2 separate regions of the Zea mays genome follow, and region 2 is linked to region 1. A link is a contact called in public Hi-C data. All regions are on one chromosome and are shown on one strand. Each heading gives the region's core, a stretch centred on a gene start, on an enhancer-like site or on the middle of the called end of the contact. The rest is flanking DNA. Distances are from core to core; before and after follow the strand shown.

Region 1 (4,939 bases), core at 883-3,382:
TCGACGGCTCGCCCGGTGGACGGCCACCACGGCAGCGGACCCAGCCCCGAGCCAGACGAGAGCGACCTGTACGCCCCCGAGCTAATTTCGTACGCCGCCGGGCGCCTGCTCGTGCGTACCGCCACCAAACCGGCAAATCTCTACACCTTTCTCTACTCTCTACTCTTTCTAAAGCACGAGCTTGGTACATCGTGCGTCGATCAATTTCTCTTTCCTCGATTCTCTTCTGAAGCATGAGCTTCGTGCACGATCAGTTTCTCTTCCTCGCTTCTCTTTTATTAACGAGCTGTTACATTCCGCATAGGCCGTTATAAACCAGCTAAAGGCCTGTTCGGTTTTCACGGATTGGAGCCTTGAAATAGTTCCTGGCCAAATTACTTCTCTAATTTATATAAATTTTAATGAGCTGGAATAAATTCGGGTTCATTCCTGAAGAAGCGAACAGGCCCTAATGGTTCCTTGCAGGGACTAACCGTGGAATGGTTCCTAGCTAAGGGCCTGTTCGGTTGTACCGGAATAGACCAGGATTCGTTACAGCTCGTCAAAATCTATATAAATTAGAGAAGTAATCCGGCTAGAATTCAATCCGAGGCTCGAATCCCTGAAAATCGAACAGGATCTAAATTATTTATCTAATTTATATAAGTTTTGGTCAACTAGAATAGTTCCTGGATGAATCCGGGACAAACAAAAGAGGCCTTAGTTGAGCCATTATCAGTAGAAGTTTTATCATAATTTTATTCTCGTTAAATGATAAGACACATCATCATATTTGATGATATGGCAAGGTATTTATGGTGAGAGAGATGGAGAGGGTTTTATGGGAGAAGAGAGGATTTTATCTAGATGAAACTCAGAATACACTGTTTTATAGATAAAAGTTGATGTGTCACTTTTAGAAACCGTACAATAAAACTTCCACTGAGAATGACCTTAGACGACTAAATCTTAGTCATTGTTTGGTTCTATAAACTAAAAATATTTAGAACGCATTAAATTAATCATAAGTAGATCAAAATACCTTTTAGCATTCTCCCGCTATTAGTGCAACTGAAAAAAACGAGAGAAAAAGGTGAAATTAATATGGTTTAGTCTCTTTTAAATTTTTAGTCACCCCTCGAGGACTAAAGTCTAAAATAGTTCAATCTATATTTTAGTCCTACTGTTTGTTAATTTAGAGACTAAATGATAATAAAATGAATGGACTAATGTTTAATCCCTCAAAACAAACTAGGCCTAAGTCCAAACACGATGACACGAAATCGCACGTAGAGCATGACTCCCGTATAGTATCACGCATTCACCCTGTTAAAATTTTTAAAAAAGAAAGACCTCCTTTTTAACTAGTATATTTCTTAATTTTTAGCTAAGATAAAATGTAGTATTTTCTTTTACCAGTTTTGTATCTCATACTTTTGTATCTGGTACATGGATTATATGCCTATTTTAATATTAACTTATTTTTTGGATATTTTTGTTGAAAGGGTCAAGGATCCATCATGATAATTTGGCACTGGGCTTTCATGTGTTTTCCGGCCGTTACACTGTTATATGATTATGTGTCATCGTACGGCACCCATACTACGTGATAAGCTTATCCAATTGTCATCATTATTTTCCCTCTGTATTTGCTAAGCGAGACGTGCGGGAAGGGATTAAGAACGTGCTTACGCCTCTTGTATATTATATTATTATTTTTCTAAATTAGGTCTGACAAATTTGTAAATATGACGTGCATTGCTTTTTTTTATGTAGAACTGGATCTGGTATGTATTCATCATACCATGATGTGCATTACTCTTCTAATGTAAAACGGATCTGCATTAAGTATACTGGGACATACAGAAACTAAAGACCGATTCAGTTCAGCTCTTCCTTCACCGCGTTGACCTCTCTACCAATGCAATAGACGACCAACAGAGCTGAGGGCTCCCACAGATTGAGCTCGGACCGGCCAGTAGGGTAAAGCTAGATCTGCCATCAGGGTGGAACAGGCAACGGGAAAAGCACTAACCTGGAAGACGAAAGCGAACTCCGCCTGCAGCTAGCCAGCGACAGCGTTCGTCAACGCGCAGTAGGAGAGTGGGTGGGTGAGAGAGTGAGCAGTGGCCAGTGGCGACTTGCGTAGGGGCAGGGCTTGTACTGGCATCTGCCTTTTTGTGCCTTTGTTTTACGTGGGCCTCGCTTGCATGCTGTATTACGGGCTGATGTTTTGTGCCTTTTTCGTTACCTGCAGATGTACAGCACACTGCACACGTGAGATGCGACGGGCGGGGCCTCTGAAATACCCAGCCCAACTCGAACCATCCCATCGGTCTCTCGAGGAAGCACCTTCATTCAGGACCCAGGAAGAATACCCGGCCCAACTCAAACCATTCTAGTCACTTTTAGTTCCTATTGCTAAACACTAACTAAGCTCCTCTTTGGAACAACTTCAGTTCCATAAAATTTAGTAGAATTAGTGAAGAAGGTCATTAGGTGATCATAAAATTATGGAGCTGGAGTTGTAAAACTTTAGAAGATATTTAGATAAGTTATTTTGTTTATTATTCATATTAAAATATTTTTAAAACTATTTAAATTAATATTATAAACTATATCTCCACACTGAAGATGGAACCTTGAGCCATCCCAAACATCCCCTAAGAGGGTGTTTGTTTGAGATTATAATCTATCCGGATTATATAATCCAACAACTTTTGAACTAAGTGTTAGTTCAAAATTTGCTAGATTATGTAATCTGATCAGCTTATAATCCTAAACAGACACCTACTAAGGAGGTGATTGGTTTCTAGGGATTTATTTTTAGGCCCCGTTTGTTTTCTTTCATTTCGAGGAATTGGAATCTTACTAATGGAATAGGCTATTTTTTAGAATATGACATTCCACCACTTTCCAAAGTTATCATATAAGTCTACCTCAAATTCATGGGGTGAGAGATGGAAATGGATTCTATAGATTTACATGTTATTTTTCCGATGTACAACTTATAGCACATTCTTCTACTTACGCCTTTATAACATAAATGTAGTATATAACTATCTCTCTCATATGATTTAGGATAATATACAATATATTACATATATAAATATATAAACTTAATTAGTTTTGTCCAAATTATAATTATTAAAATGGAATTCAATTCCAACGAAATAAACAGGCCCTTAGTCTATTAATTTTAGTCTCTTTTAGTTTCTAAATTACTAAACACATATATTAAAATAGAGATAATTCATATTTTAGTCCCTGTGTTTGGCAATTGAGAGACTAAAAGGGACTAAAATGGAGGGACTAAATACTAGTTCTAAGAAACCAAACACCGCCTAAAATAGAGATAATCCCTCTTTTGGTCCATGCGTCCGGCAAGGGACTAAAAGAGACTAAAAATTTGTTCCAAAACCAAACACCCTGTTGGTGTCGATCTGCGAGCCTGTTAAGGCGTCGATTGAGGGCGGCGGCACGCCTCTTGAGGCGTTGATTTTTTGCCTTACTTTTGGTGGTGGCAGAGCGTGTCTTGCGCCCGTCGCGGCGAACGCGTTGGTGTCGGCGAGGTGAAGCTCACCGGTGGCGGTGGGGGGAAGTCAAGGGAATCGAACGTGATGCAGCTCTCGGACATAAAGGTCTCGCCGCCGATGAACGCTGATGATTGAGCCATCAGAGTGGAAGGTGTCACTTGGCTGCTTATGTTCTCCTATCTGGCGCGCCAACTATCGTGATCTCATAAACTAGGGGGACTGAAAGTCGCCTAGAGGGGGGTGAATAGGGCAAAACTGAAATTTACAAATATAAACACAACTACAAGCCGGGTTAGCGTTAGAAATATAATCGAGTCCGAGAGAGAGGGCGTGAAAACAAATCGCAAGCAAATAATGAAGTGAGACACGAGGATTTGTTTTACCGAGGTTCGGTTCTCTCAAACCTACTCCCCGTTGAGGAGGCCACAAAGGCCGGGTCTTTTTCAACCCTTTCCCTCTCTCAAACGGTCCCTCTCGACCGAGTGAGCTTTTCTCTTCTCAAATCAACCGGGAGCAAAACCTCCCCGCAAGGACCACCACACAGTTGGTGTCTCTTGCCTTGGTTACAAGTGAGTATTGAACACAAGAAAGAATGAAAGAGAGAAAGCAATCCAAGCGCAAGAGCTCAAATGAACACGGCAAATCTCTCTCACTAGTCACTAGGGCTTTGTGTTGTATTGGAGAGGATTTGATCACTTTGGGTGTGTCTAGAATTGAATGCCTAGCTCTTGTAAGTGGTTGAGAAGTGGAAAACTTGGATGCCATGAATGGTGAGGTGGTTGGGGTATTTATAGCCCCAACCACCAAAAGTGGCCGTTGGAAGGCTGTCTGCTCGATGGCGCACCGGACAATCCGGTGCCCCCTGCCACGTCATCACTGCCGTTGGATTCTGACCGTTGGAACTTCTGACTTGTGGGCCCTCCAGGATGTCCGGTGCACACCGGACATCTACTGTTCCTTGTCCGGTGTGCCAGTATGGGCACGCCTGCCATCTGCGCGCGCTGCGCGCGCATTTATTGCACCGCAGAGAGCCGTTGGCGCGGAGATAGCCGTTGCACCGGAGTCGCACCGGAGTCGCACCGGACAGTCCGGTGATTTTTAGCGGACTAGCCGTTGGCGATTCCCGAAGCTGGTGAGTTCCTGAGGCCGCTCTTCCTTGGCGCACCGGACACTGTCCGGTGTACACCGGACAGTCCGGTGAATTATAGCGCGAGTGCCTCTGGAAATTCCCGAAGGTGGCGAGTTTGAATCTGAGTCCCCCTGGTGCACCGGACATGTCCGGTGGCACACCGGACAGTCCGGTGCGCCAGACCAGGGGTGCCTCCGGTTGCCCCTTTGCTCCTTTGTTGAATCCAAAACTTGGTCTTTTTATTGGCTGAGTGTGAACCTTTTACACTTGTATAAACTATACACTTGAGCAAACT
Region 2 (4,939 bases), core at 1,065-3,564, 140 kb before region 1:
ACGTGGAGCTATAGTTTATAATATAAATCTAAATAGTTATAGATTTTTAATCTAGACAATAAATAAAATAATTTGTCCAAATGTCTTATAAAGGTTTGTAAATGTAACTTTATGATTTTCTAGAACACATAATAACCTGTTCACCAATTCATCCACTAAAATTTCTGGAGCTCGAGTAGTTCCAAACAGGGCCTTAGACCCTTAGTCATCTATTTTGGTGTGTAATAATATCCACGATCATTGAGCACTCACGCATAGTCCGAATAAGTGAAATGTTTACCGTCTTATCAGAAGGGTGTTTCTTCTTGTTGTTTTTTTTGTGGCTCAAATAGGTGTGGGACCAGGACAATAGGCCAAGACGCCCAATTATGCGCGATGTTTAGAGCTGTCCAGGTCGCCACACCATGTTTGATTCTGAAATCTCAAGCGTCATGTCCCCTAAAATACAAGCAGCTGATGTGGATGCGTGGTTGTGGTTGCTATATATTAATATATATAACAGTACATTATACATGCATGGGTGTTACGTACTACTTACGTGAAGGAAATGACAAATACACTGACGTACTCACTGAGCACAGCAGCAAAACGACGAACTGCATGCAGGTCTCTAGTTCCACAGTGACCAGGAACTCCACGAGCGCAAAGACGACGCGAGCTCGTGATCTAAGAGGAACTCCAACAGCTGCCCAACCTTGCCCTCCTCCTTCGAGGTGCACGGCTGCGGAACGACCTTTCCGGACTTTCTCCACTTGGCATTCTGGCAGGTGCTCTCCGCGTGTCCCTTCCCGCCCTGCATTTTGAGGTCAATGTTCTGCAGGACGATGCCCCGGCACGGGACGTCCCTGCTGCAGCTCATCCTGATGGCGTCCCTGGTGACGGTCGTCCCCCGGATGTTCCTGAAGACGACGTCGCTGATCTGCACCGCCGACCTCTGCTCCCGGCACGGCGGCTCAGCCTCGGCCCTGTCGCAGTAGCTCTGGTCGATGACGATCGGGTTCCTGACGCCGTGCATGGCCATGTTCTGGAACGTGATGTCCCTGGCGTACCCGCTGCCTCCCTGGTACGTCTTGATCCGGGCCCCGTTGGTGGTGCCGTGTAGCTGCACTGAGTCTATGGTGATGCCGGAGACCTCCGCTCGCGAGTCGTCGTCTCCTAGGCTCCCGACGCTGATCCCGTGCCCGGGGCCACAGACGACGCCGGAGACGTGGAGGCCGTGCGTCCCGTCCTCGATCGACATGCAGTCGTCTCCTGCGAAATTGAGCAGGGAAAAGTTTGAATTGAAGGCATAGTAGTGGTGTCCATGGCTTGGCGTACGTGTTGGCTGCTACTACTACTACGTACCTGTCTTGATCTTGCAGTTCGTGACGCGCACATCTTTGCTGCGCGTGATGTGGATGCCGTCGGTGTTAGGGCTCGTGCCGGGTGCTGTGATGGACAGCCTTGACACCTGCACGCTGGCGCAGTCCTCGATCGACATGTGGATCTGCTGGCTGTTCATCATCTTGAGATTCTCCACCCTTAGATTGGTGCAGTAGTGGAACGACAGAGCCGTTGGAGCCGCCTTGCAGGGCTATAGAGAAAGAGAGAAGAAGCCAGTTCAGTTAGGAGGTCACACATGACACACACACTTCGTTTTTAGAACCGGTCGGCGCCACAGCTTTATACTACCAGAGCCTTGTTGATCTTGCACGAGTGCGGCCACCAGCTGTGTCCGTTGCCGTCGATGGAGCCACGGCCGTGGACAGTGAGCCTGTCGACGCTCCGGAACACGATCCAGTGCCTCCGGTCGCTGTCGCTCCAGTCCGCCCTGTTGGGCGACGCCACCAGGGTGCCCTTCACGGTGACCGCGACGCGGGACCTGCACGGGCCACGCAGGACGACGAGCTTGAGCAGGTAGCGCCTGCCGCCGGGGACGAGCAGGACGGCCGGCCGCGGCGAGGCGCACGCCGCCTCCCACGCCCTGGCGAGCGCGCCCGTGTCGTCGTGCCTGCCGTCGCCGCGGGCGCCGTAGCGGTCGAGGCTGAACACGCTCTGGTGAGACGACGACGGCCACGTCAGGGACCCGCTGCACGTGTAGCTCGCACCGTCGGCTGCGGTGCCGTTGCTCGCGCTTACTACTACGGCCTCGAGAGCGCCGGACGAGAGGTGGAGGAGGAGGAGGAGGAGCGCGAGGAGGGGCAGGGCCGCCGTGGACGCGAGCATTGTCGGCTTCATGCTGGACGCCATGGGCAGCGCCAAGCACCGATGGACAGGCCTCAACTCTGAAGTGAATCGCGTCGTCAGCACGGAACTGAAGTCGGAGGCGATCGTGCTCGCGGCTTCAGCTTTAAATTCTGGTCGCGGGGGACCTGAGCCGACGCAGTTTTGGTTTTTGCCCAGCTTGGTGTCGGGATCGTGACGCGCGCGCCGGGACGAACTAGGGATTCTATTCTGTCTGGGGGTTGCGTTGCCGTTGAAGGATCACGCACACGCGGAGGGCAGAGGTTAGGCTGGCCTGGAGCGTGCCTGCAGCATGCAGCCATGCTTGCGGACGGAAGGGAACCCGTGGATAAGATTCTTGCTTCAGGTATTGCGCCAGAGGGATAAAAATGAGTACCGTGACAGAACCTGAATCTGAGCCTCCTGCTGGATCCTCGTGACAAAATTTCTCGAATTCTGCATCTCGCCACCAAACAGTTGGCACATGTACCTTGGTGCAGGTCAAGTAGCCCCATTCTTTGGTGTGCCCTGTGCTAGATGAGCCGAGCCCATCATGTTAGCAGGGAGAGAGGCCCAATCATAGCCCAGCTTGAATTTGTCTTCCTTAGCCCAGATTTGCACGGGCCTGCCCTACTGCATTTTCGGAGGTCCTTTTTCCCCCAGTTCCGTTAAGCCTATCTATGCTGCGACTTTTTGCTGGAAGTAAAATTGTAGTAGGGGGCCCGCAGCCGCAGTGTCCAGTCCTTTCTCGTAGGCTCTGCACCGCTGGTGGCCTGTGGCTCTGGTTGCCCTTTCGGTCTTTATCTGTTCAAAAAGGAAAAAGAAAAGAAAAAAGAAAACCGATATCAGTTAATTTGCTGTGTTTTGAGCAGCGAGTTGTTCAGTGAGTTTCTATTTTGTATAGTAATAATATGACCCAGTATGGGGGAATTCGCATCCGAATCTGTAGTCCGTATAGGCGTGTCTGCTGGAGACGGTTCTGGACCTCTAGGCTCTAGCAAGAGAGACAAGATGAGTACTCATCGGAGCAGGGAGACCCAAAGAGACAGGAGTCTGATGGCGGCCGTCCAGCCGACGGTGCGCGTGGGCGTGGCAGCAGATGGCCGTCCAGCAGATCGATCGGATCGGCGGTGAACAACGAAGCACAGCCACGATGGCTGTCACGATGATGACGAGGTACAGTGCGTGTCTGCCGATCAGCATCGAGGTCATTATCGGTTGTTTTCACCATCCGCAGTTAAGGCTTGTGTGATAACGTACACAGTACCACTGTCCCGCCGACGGGGGCACCGGCACCCATCCGTCTCAGTCAGGAGGGAAAGACTCAGTGCCCATGACAACATACAAAATCATATTGTGCCCCTTCAAATTACATGAAATCCCAACAAAAAAAATTTATTTGCTTATTTTCATAGCCGTCCACGTCATACGATCGTACACGTTCATTTTTATATTATATTGTACAAAATGATACGTACACGTACACGTATAATAATCACACTAATGCCTGGTGGGAAAAAAGAATAGCCTAGCGTTGCAAGAATATGAATGTCCTCCCGTGTATCTTTCAGGCATGCAACAAACATCCACTTATTTGGAGTTTTATGGGAGCAGGATGGTCTTTACAAATACCGGCCATCGAAGATATATGCCATTAGCAAAGTAGTACCTCCGGTTATACTCGTAACTGTTTACCATGAAGTCCACCTTTGTTACTTCACCCTTAAAACATGTCGACAAAGAACAATTAATTATTGGTTGAGCACGTTCACGTCGTTGTTCTATCCCGCCACTGAAAAAGCATGCCATATCCATAAGTTATACGAGGCAACCGCCTCGCCCACGATGGTCGGGGATGTGAATTATCCTTTTTTACATCTAATGAGACAATTCTTTCACTTTCAATACATATAATCCATTATCCCTATCATAACAAGAAATCCCCTTTCATCTATGCATTTCTTGTAGGGAGAGAAATTACTGCGGTTGAGTGTATCGTTTTGAAGAGTAAAGCAGGAGGTGTCATCTTAGGAAACCTACGATCGATCATGTGGGCAGTTGTCACACATGGAGCCAGGAGAAACGTTGCTACTATGATCATCGCTTCTAAAGCAGCTCCGACTATCTCTAAATGTTAGAGGCAATAAGGGTTCTTGGCGTGTCACCTGACTTAACCTATCAACCAGGGAGGGTATGCGGCAGTCCGTGAATCGCTCTACAGGTGTACAACAACAAAGTAAACATCAAATTCTGGCTTGGTCACATGGATCGATCCGTGCTAGTTGTAATATTCAACTCCCTTGAGCCAATTATCATCTTTTCCAAGTTTATAGAGAATACGTAAATAAAAGTAAACGTGCATCGAAGGTGAACGAAAAGGAAATAAACATGTATGAATCATGGTTTAGAATATTATTGGTCATAGATAGACGGACGCAACACGTACAACCGAAGGCGCGTGGATGGGCCAAAAAACTATTGGAATTACCCACATTGTGAACCGAAACTAGGGCCATATAAACAACAAGCCTTTCATAGGAACATCTGAGATCCGATCTAAAGTACGTTTCTTGTCAGCAACTATAGGACATTTGCGACGACGAGTCGATGATCATACACACAAACATGACTGAGGACCCAAAGAGGTCCATCCATAACAAATAACGCGGTCAAAGCATTTAAAGTTGGGTGTCAGGTGCGTATCAGACTCTCGAGTTGTCATATGCACATGTTGCAG

Evidence for each region. A called contact is a pair of places that touch in the nucleus more often than the background predicts.
Region 2: a Hi-C map of bundle sheath shows a contact between it and region 1, with 4 times the contacts expected there. The contact joins the promoter of LOC103644219 here to the promoter of LOC103645703 in region 1. A contact is called at or near these places in 13 of 25 Hi-C or Micro-C datasets (bundle sheath, ear, endosperm and 4 more) and 1 of 3 datasets of contacts at active chromatin or transcription factors (seedling).

Annotation. Positions count from the first base shown.
Region 1 is chr1:297,687,330-297,692,268 of Zm-B73-REFERENCE-NAM-5.0, reverse strand. It overlaps LOC103645703, which reads right to left and starts at 2,132. Exons shown (of 11, transcript XM_020547016.1): 1 at 2,015-2,132.
Region 2 is chr1:297,830,960-297,835,898 of Zm-B73-REFERENCE-NAM-5.0, reverse strand. It overlaps LOC103644219 (polygalacturonase ADPG2), which reads right to left and starts at 2,314. Exons shown (of 3, transcript XM_008667417.2): 1 at 1,672-2,314; 2 at 1,345-1,573; 3 at 455-1,251. The coding sequence starts at 2,229. The coding sequence ends at 611.